2 separate regions of the Sus scrofa genome follow, and region 2 is linked to region 1. The links are chromatin contacts, called in public HiChIP or PLAC-seq maps. All regions are on one chromosome and are shown on one strand. The core of a region is the stretch at or near the end of the contact, and the rest is flanking DNA. Distances in the headings are between cores, read along the strand shown.

The links. HiChIP or PLAC-seq counts read pairs in DNA pulled down with a chosen protein or histone mark.
Region 2: a contact with region 1 is called in an H3K27ac HiChIP or PLAC-seq map of alveolar macrophages. The contact joins two enhancer-like sites. A contact is called at or near these places in 3 of 47 Hi-C or Micro-C datasets (embryonic fibroblasts, epiblast stem cells and omental adipose tissue) and 1 of 2 datasets of contacts at active chromatin or transcription factors (alveolar macrophages).

The regions. Positions count from the first base shown.
Region 1 is chr1:252,888,804-252,891,533 of Sscrofa11.1, reverse strand. All of the region lies in intron 8 of SUSD1 (sushi domain-containing protein 1), which reads left to right. Among named protein-coding and RNA genes, the nearest start is that of SUSD1, 66 kb to the left of the region's middle. Within about 2 kb of position 1,398, at least 8 of the 83 cell types and tissues checked have an H3K27ac peak or open chromatin away from gene starts, as enhancers often do. A contact at or near this core is called in alveolar macrophages, where this site is marked.
Region 2 is chr1:253,076,668-253,079,476 of Sscrofa11.1, reverse strand. It overlaps a transcript of PTBP3 not described here. Among named protein-coding and RNA genes, the nearest start is that of PTBP3, 22 kb to the right of the region's middle. Within about 2 kb of position 1,281, at least 3 of the 83 cell types and tissues checked have an H3K27ac peak or open chromatin away from gene starts, as enhancers often do. A contact at or near this core is called in alveolar macrophages, where this site is marked.

The DNA of each region.
Region 1 (2,730 bases), core at 149-2,648:
AAGGTTTGCTTTTATTCTACATTGTATTTTAAAAAGCAAAAACAAGGCAATCCTACTTGAATGTGTGTTACTCTTATTACCAGTGTCAAGACTGAAAAATTTTAACTTCTCCCCCAGTAAGAAAAGGAAGTCAGCATTCTTTACTTCCTTTTATTCCTTCCCCTCTTGCTTCCTATATGTTTTTGGTATAATGCAACATTTTATTGCCAGCTTCTTATTTTTAATTATGTTAAACCTGCATTACATCTTAAAAAAATTCATTGTATGTGGATTTATGGCCATTTTTATAATACTTTTTTTAATAGCTGCATCTGCCGGGGAATGAATCTGAGCCACAGCTGTGACCTACACCACAGCGGTGGCAACGCTGGATCCTTTAACCCATCGCGCTGGTTGGGGATCAAACCCTTGCCTTTGCAGCGACCCAAGCCACTGCAGTTGGACTCTTAACCCACTGTGCCACAATGGGAACTCCTGTAATAATTACCTCAACAGATATATGTTTTCATAGTTTCAGAGCTTACTGCCATTCCTTTCATACCAAAGTTTCTCTGTTCTTTTTCTATATTTTTATTTCTCTCTCTGTACAGTGATTTCTGTCTTCTTACTGAGGAGCGAGATATTTCTCTGAGCCCAGGATTGTCTGAGAATGTCCTTTCGTTGCCTTCCCAAGTGAATGGGAGCTTGACTGAAGACAAAATTCTTGGGCCATCAACTCTGTGGTCAGAATTTCTGGAGGCATTTCACATTGGCTTTTGGAATTTAAAAGTTTTGAAAGAGGAATTTGAAGGTGTGATTAAAAAAAAAAACAAAAAAACAAAAAAACCCTATGTAGACAATCTGACTTTTCAGCCTGGATATCATAGAGACTTTTTTTATATGTGAAATTCAAGACTTTAATCACTTACTCATGCACGTGGTAGATGCTTATTAACCACCTCCTTTGTGTGTGACGTTGTTTTAGGCACTGGGAATTCAATAGCGAATGAGATGGAAATCTTTTTGTGAAACTTCAGTCATGGATTATATACATGTTTTTGTTTTTCACCAAGTTTTCCTAGTATCCTGTGCCTTTTTGGATCTTCAGATTTCAGTCTAGCTACACATTAGGAACCGTTTCTTTCATTAAATCTCTGATTATTGGGGTTTTTTGTTTGGTTTTGGTTTTGGGGTTTGTTTTGGTTTTTGCTCTTCGAACACTTCTCTGTGGAATGTCTTGTCTGTCTGCATTGGTCTTCCATTTTCTCTCTTTTTTTTTTTTATTCATGCCTTTTTTCCTCTGCTTTCTGTGAGGACACGGTAGCACTGTTGTTCCTTCTGTGCTTGTGTGCGTACATGCATCGACATTTCTGATACACTTTAAATTCCGTTGTTGCACTTTCATTTCCTTTTGGTTTTTGTCTCTTTTAGTTCCCTTTTTATTTCTGCCTCCCTCAACCAATTTCCTCTCTGCTGTCACATTCTCTTGCCGTCTCATCTTTTATCTGTTTGCATCCATCTCTAACATTTTTTTCTGCAAGTACAAAACAGATGTTGCTGAATTTTGCCATTATTTTGCTGTATTTTTTTCTTTTTTTTGAAAGTGCTCATTCTTTACCTTCTAGGCGCAATCTCCCTCTTCTTCTTTGTAAAATCATTTCATGGACTCCCCCCCCAATTACTTATCCTTGGAAGATAAAGTTTTATCTAGGTTTGATATTTCCCTTGTAATGAGATGGATGACATTCCCTTTGATCTTGCTTTTTATTGGATAGTACTGGGATGCTTATCTCAGATCTCATCTTGAAGGATTTACTGCTGGTCCTTATGATCCTGTGTCCTTTGGGAGGCAGCTGTGAGAAAGCCTACTGCCCTGAACTTTCTTTCTGAGCACTTTGCTGTCCTGATTGGTGAAGCTCTGGCTCTTGGGCCAGCTCAGCACTGCCTGGCTTCATGATGGTGCTGTAGCCTACAGAGGCAGGGAGGAACCCAGTCCCTCCTTCTGCCAACCCAGGCTCTCTGTCAGGTGGAATCTCCAGGTCCCCAGCCTCCCTTTGGAAGTCCTTCCCTGTCAGTAATCTCCTTCGTGCTAAGGAAAGGCTGTTATTATTATTAGGAGTAATAATAGGAGTAGTAAGAGTAATAGCAGTGTATATATCCTGGGCACTTATTAGAGTAGCCTGGTGAATTACAAACACACACACACAAACAAAACAAACACAGATGTCCAAGCTTTACTTCATATCTGCCATGTCTGGGTGATTCTGCTGTGCTTTTAGGCTTGGGAACCACCAGGCTAACTGGCTCCAGATGGAGCAGTCCTGTGGCCTGTGCTTCTAGCCTCCACCTCTGTGGACTCCCGTCTTCCCCCGGTTCCTTCCTTTGCCACTTTGGGACCCTGCTCCTTTGCTTGGAAGGCGTGTTGTATGGTATCTCCTGGCATCTTTCTTTGCCTAGTCTCTTCCGCACTGCTAAGCAGAAATGTCTTCATGTATCTGCCTCATGGGTGGCAATCAACCCTTCCTTCCAACCCAGATGCAAATTTTGACCCATTTTCACTATTCTCAGTCTCTTCTGTCAGGATTGGAGGTGGGAAGTGGGAGCCAGATGCTTTTGTTTTCCCACTATAATGGCTCTAAGTGGGAAAATCATATTGAGATGGAAACTCTGCAGACAGTACTTTTGCTTCATGTTCTGTTTGTGTTCAGACATGTCCTGTATGTGGTATTTCTCATGTGCATATAGTTCATC
Region 2 (2,809 bases), core at 32-2,531, 190 kb before region 1:
TTGTTATTTCTTTCAGTAGTTCTGTCCGTTTTTGCCTTGTATATTTTAAAGCTCAATTATTAAATCCATTCACGTTTAGGTATGCTGTATTTTCTTGATGAATTGACTTTTAAAAAATCATTCGTAATACACATTTTTATTAATTCCTGTCCTGAAATCTGCTTTGTCTGATATAAATGTAGTCATTCCAGTCATTCCACTTTTCTTATGATTAGTATTTGTATAATATGTCTTTCCTTTCCCTCCGTTTTTTTTTTTTTTTTTTTTTTTTTTGCTTTTAGAACCGCACCTGCAGCATATGGAGGTTCCCAAGGTAGGGGTCTAATCAGCACTATAGCTGCTGGCCTATGCCAGAGCCACAGCAATGCTAGACCTACACCACAGCTCACAGCAACACCAGATCCTTAACCCACTGAGCAAGGCCAGGGATTGAACCTGCAACCTCATGGTTCCTAGTCGGATTTGTTTCCACTGAGCCACAATGGGAACTCCTTCCTTTTCTTTTAATCTGTCTGTATTTAACACAGGTTAAAGGATGGATGGACCAAAGAGATAACAAATAGCAAGATGGTGGGCTTAAATCTTCTATAAGGATTAGGTTCCGGAAGACTGGTTTCTCTTGCTTTCTCTTTATTTGTTCTCATTAAAGTGAGCTGCCTTAGGGAGAGGCCCATTTACAAAAGGAATCCTGCCAGCAACTACCTGACTGAGCTTGGAAGTGGAACCTCATTTTCTCTATTGAGCCTTGAGATGATTCCTGCCTGTGAGAGACTCTGAGCCAGAGCACTTCGCTCATAAGCCATGCCCAGATTCCTGACTCGCAGACATTGAGTTTAAAAATACATGTTTTTTTTTAAGTTGCTGGATTTTGGAGTAATTTTTTATGCATCTATACATAACTAATACAGCTACTTTACTCAAAGTAGTGAATAAATATTGGAAAAAATAAATAATAAAATAGCTTATTAATGGCCAAGTAAGATTATGTAAGTGCAAATACTTTTTTTTGGGTGTAAATCACTATGCATAGGACTTTTTTGGTGTGTCTTTTGTCTTTTTAGAGCTGCGCCTGAGGCATATGGAGGTTCCCAGGGGTCTGTCGGAGCTATTGCTGCCATACTATGCCACAGCCACAGCAACGCCAGATCCGAGCTGCGTCTGCAACCTACACCACAGATCAAGGCAGTGCTGGATCCTTAACCCACTGAGCGAGGCCAGGGATCCAACCCTCAGCCTCATGGTTCCTAGTCAGATTTGTTTCTGCTGCATCCTGAGGGGAACTCCCGCATGTGAATTTTTTATATTACCACATTAGTTCCTCCCCCAATAGTTAACCATAGTTTGTACATACCTTGATTATTCTTTTTAAAGGTTTTTTTTCCTTAATGTGCTAATGTAAATTTCACTGATAATCTTATTTTTTAAAAACTTTAATATAAACTATGGAAAGATTGCAGAATAGTACAAAAAGTTTTATGACCATTACCCAGTACTTCTCATTTGTCCCATTTGTTTTATTATTCATTTATAGTCTTTCTCTCTTTCTCTTATTCATATTATGTATGTTGCTTTGTGTGGATATATGTATATGTCTCTATATCCTTTTTTTTTCTTTCCTCTGAATCATCACTTGGTTAGCATGATTGTCAGCCAGGCTTCTCCACTTCTCCACTATATTAAGTTACTCATTTTCCTTTTGTAGTCAATAATTTGTCAAGGAAATTGCTTGAAACTTCACTAACATAGTTTTACTTTATTTTAACCCCTAAATACTTCAGAGTGTATTGCCTAAAAGCAGAGACATTTGTCATTACTGTAACATAATTGTCACAATCTGAAAATTAATCTGAAATGTTTCCTCAGTCTTTGATTCATGACATTTACATTTTAAAAGAATATAGACATATTGTTGTGTAGGCTATCCCTTACTTTGAGTTTATCTGTTCCTTATAAGTAGGTTTAGATTGTGTGTTTTTGCATGAATACTGCAGGAGTTATATTCTTAGTGTATCGTATTAGAAGACAAAGGATGTTGATTTGTCATATTTTGTGTGTTAACTTTGGTCACTTGGTAAAGGTTGTGTTGCCAGGTTTTCGACTGTAAATTCTCTGTTTTGCTCTTTGTAACTAGTAAGTCTTTTGTGGAGTGATACTTTGAGGCCATGCTAATGTTATTTTAACTCACAAACTTTAACCTGCAGCATACATTTGATGGTTCTTGCCAAAATTCATTATTGTAAGTTATTATAGATGTAAAGTTGTGATTTTCTAATTTTATTTTTGGAATCAAGACTTCATTCACAAGCTGCTTAAAATGAACTGAGTAACTCATTCTTCTGTTGTTTTGTGTAACAACTTTTTTCTTGAAAGTTTGGTTGATCTCACCTGTAATGTCATCTGGACCTGGATTGGGAATGGGGGATATAGATGACTTTGTGGTTTCACTGCCTTTAATTCTTGTGATCAGTTTAGGTTCTCTATTACTCTCATACTAGTTTGGGGATTTGGATTTGTTCTGATGCTCTTTTTCTAATATTTCGAGTTAGATAATTAACTTTTTTTTTTTCGTTTCTTTTTTAGGGCCACACTCATGGCATATGGAGGTTCCCAGGCTAGGAATCAAATCCAAGCTCCAGCTGCCAGCCTACGCCACAGCCATGGCAACACAGGATCTGAGCCATATCTGTGACCTACAACACAGCTCATGGCAATGCCAGATCCTTAACCCACACTAGTCGGGTTAGTTATTGCTGGGCCACGATGGGAACCCCCTGTCATAATTTCTTTATCCATTCATCTGTTGATGTAC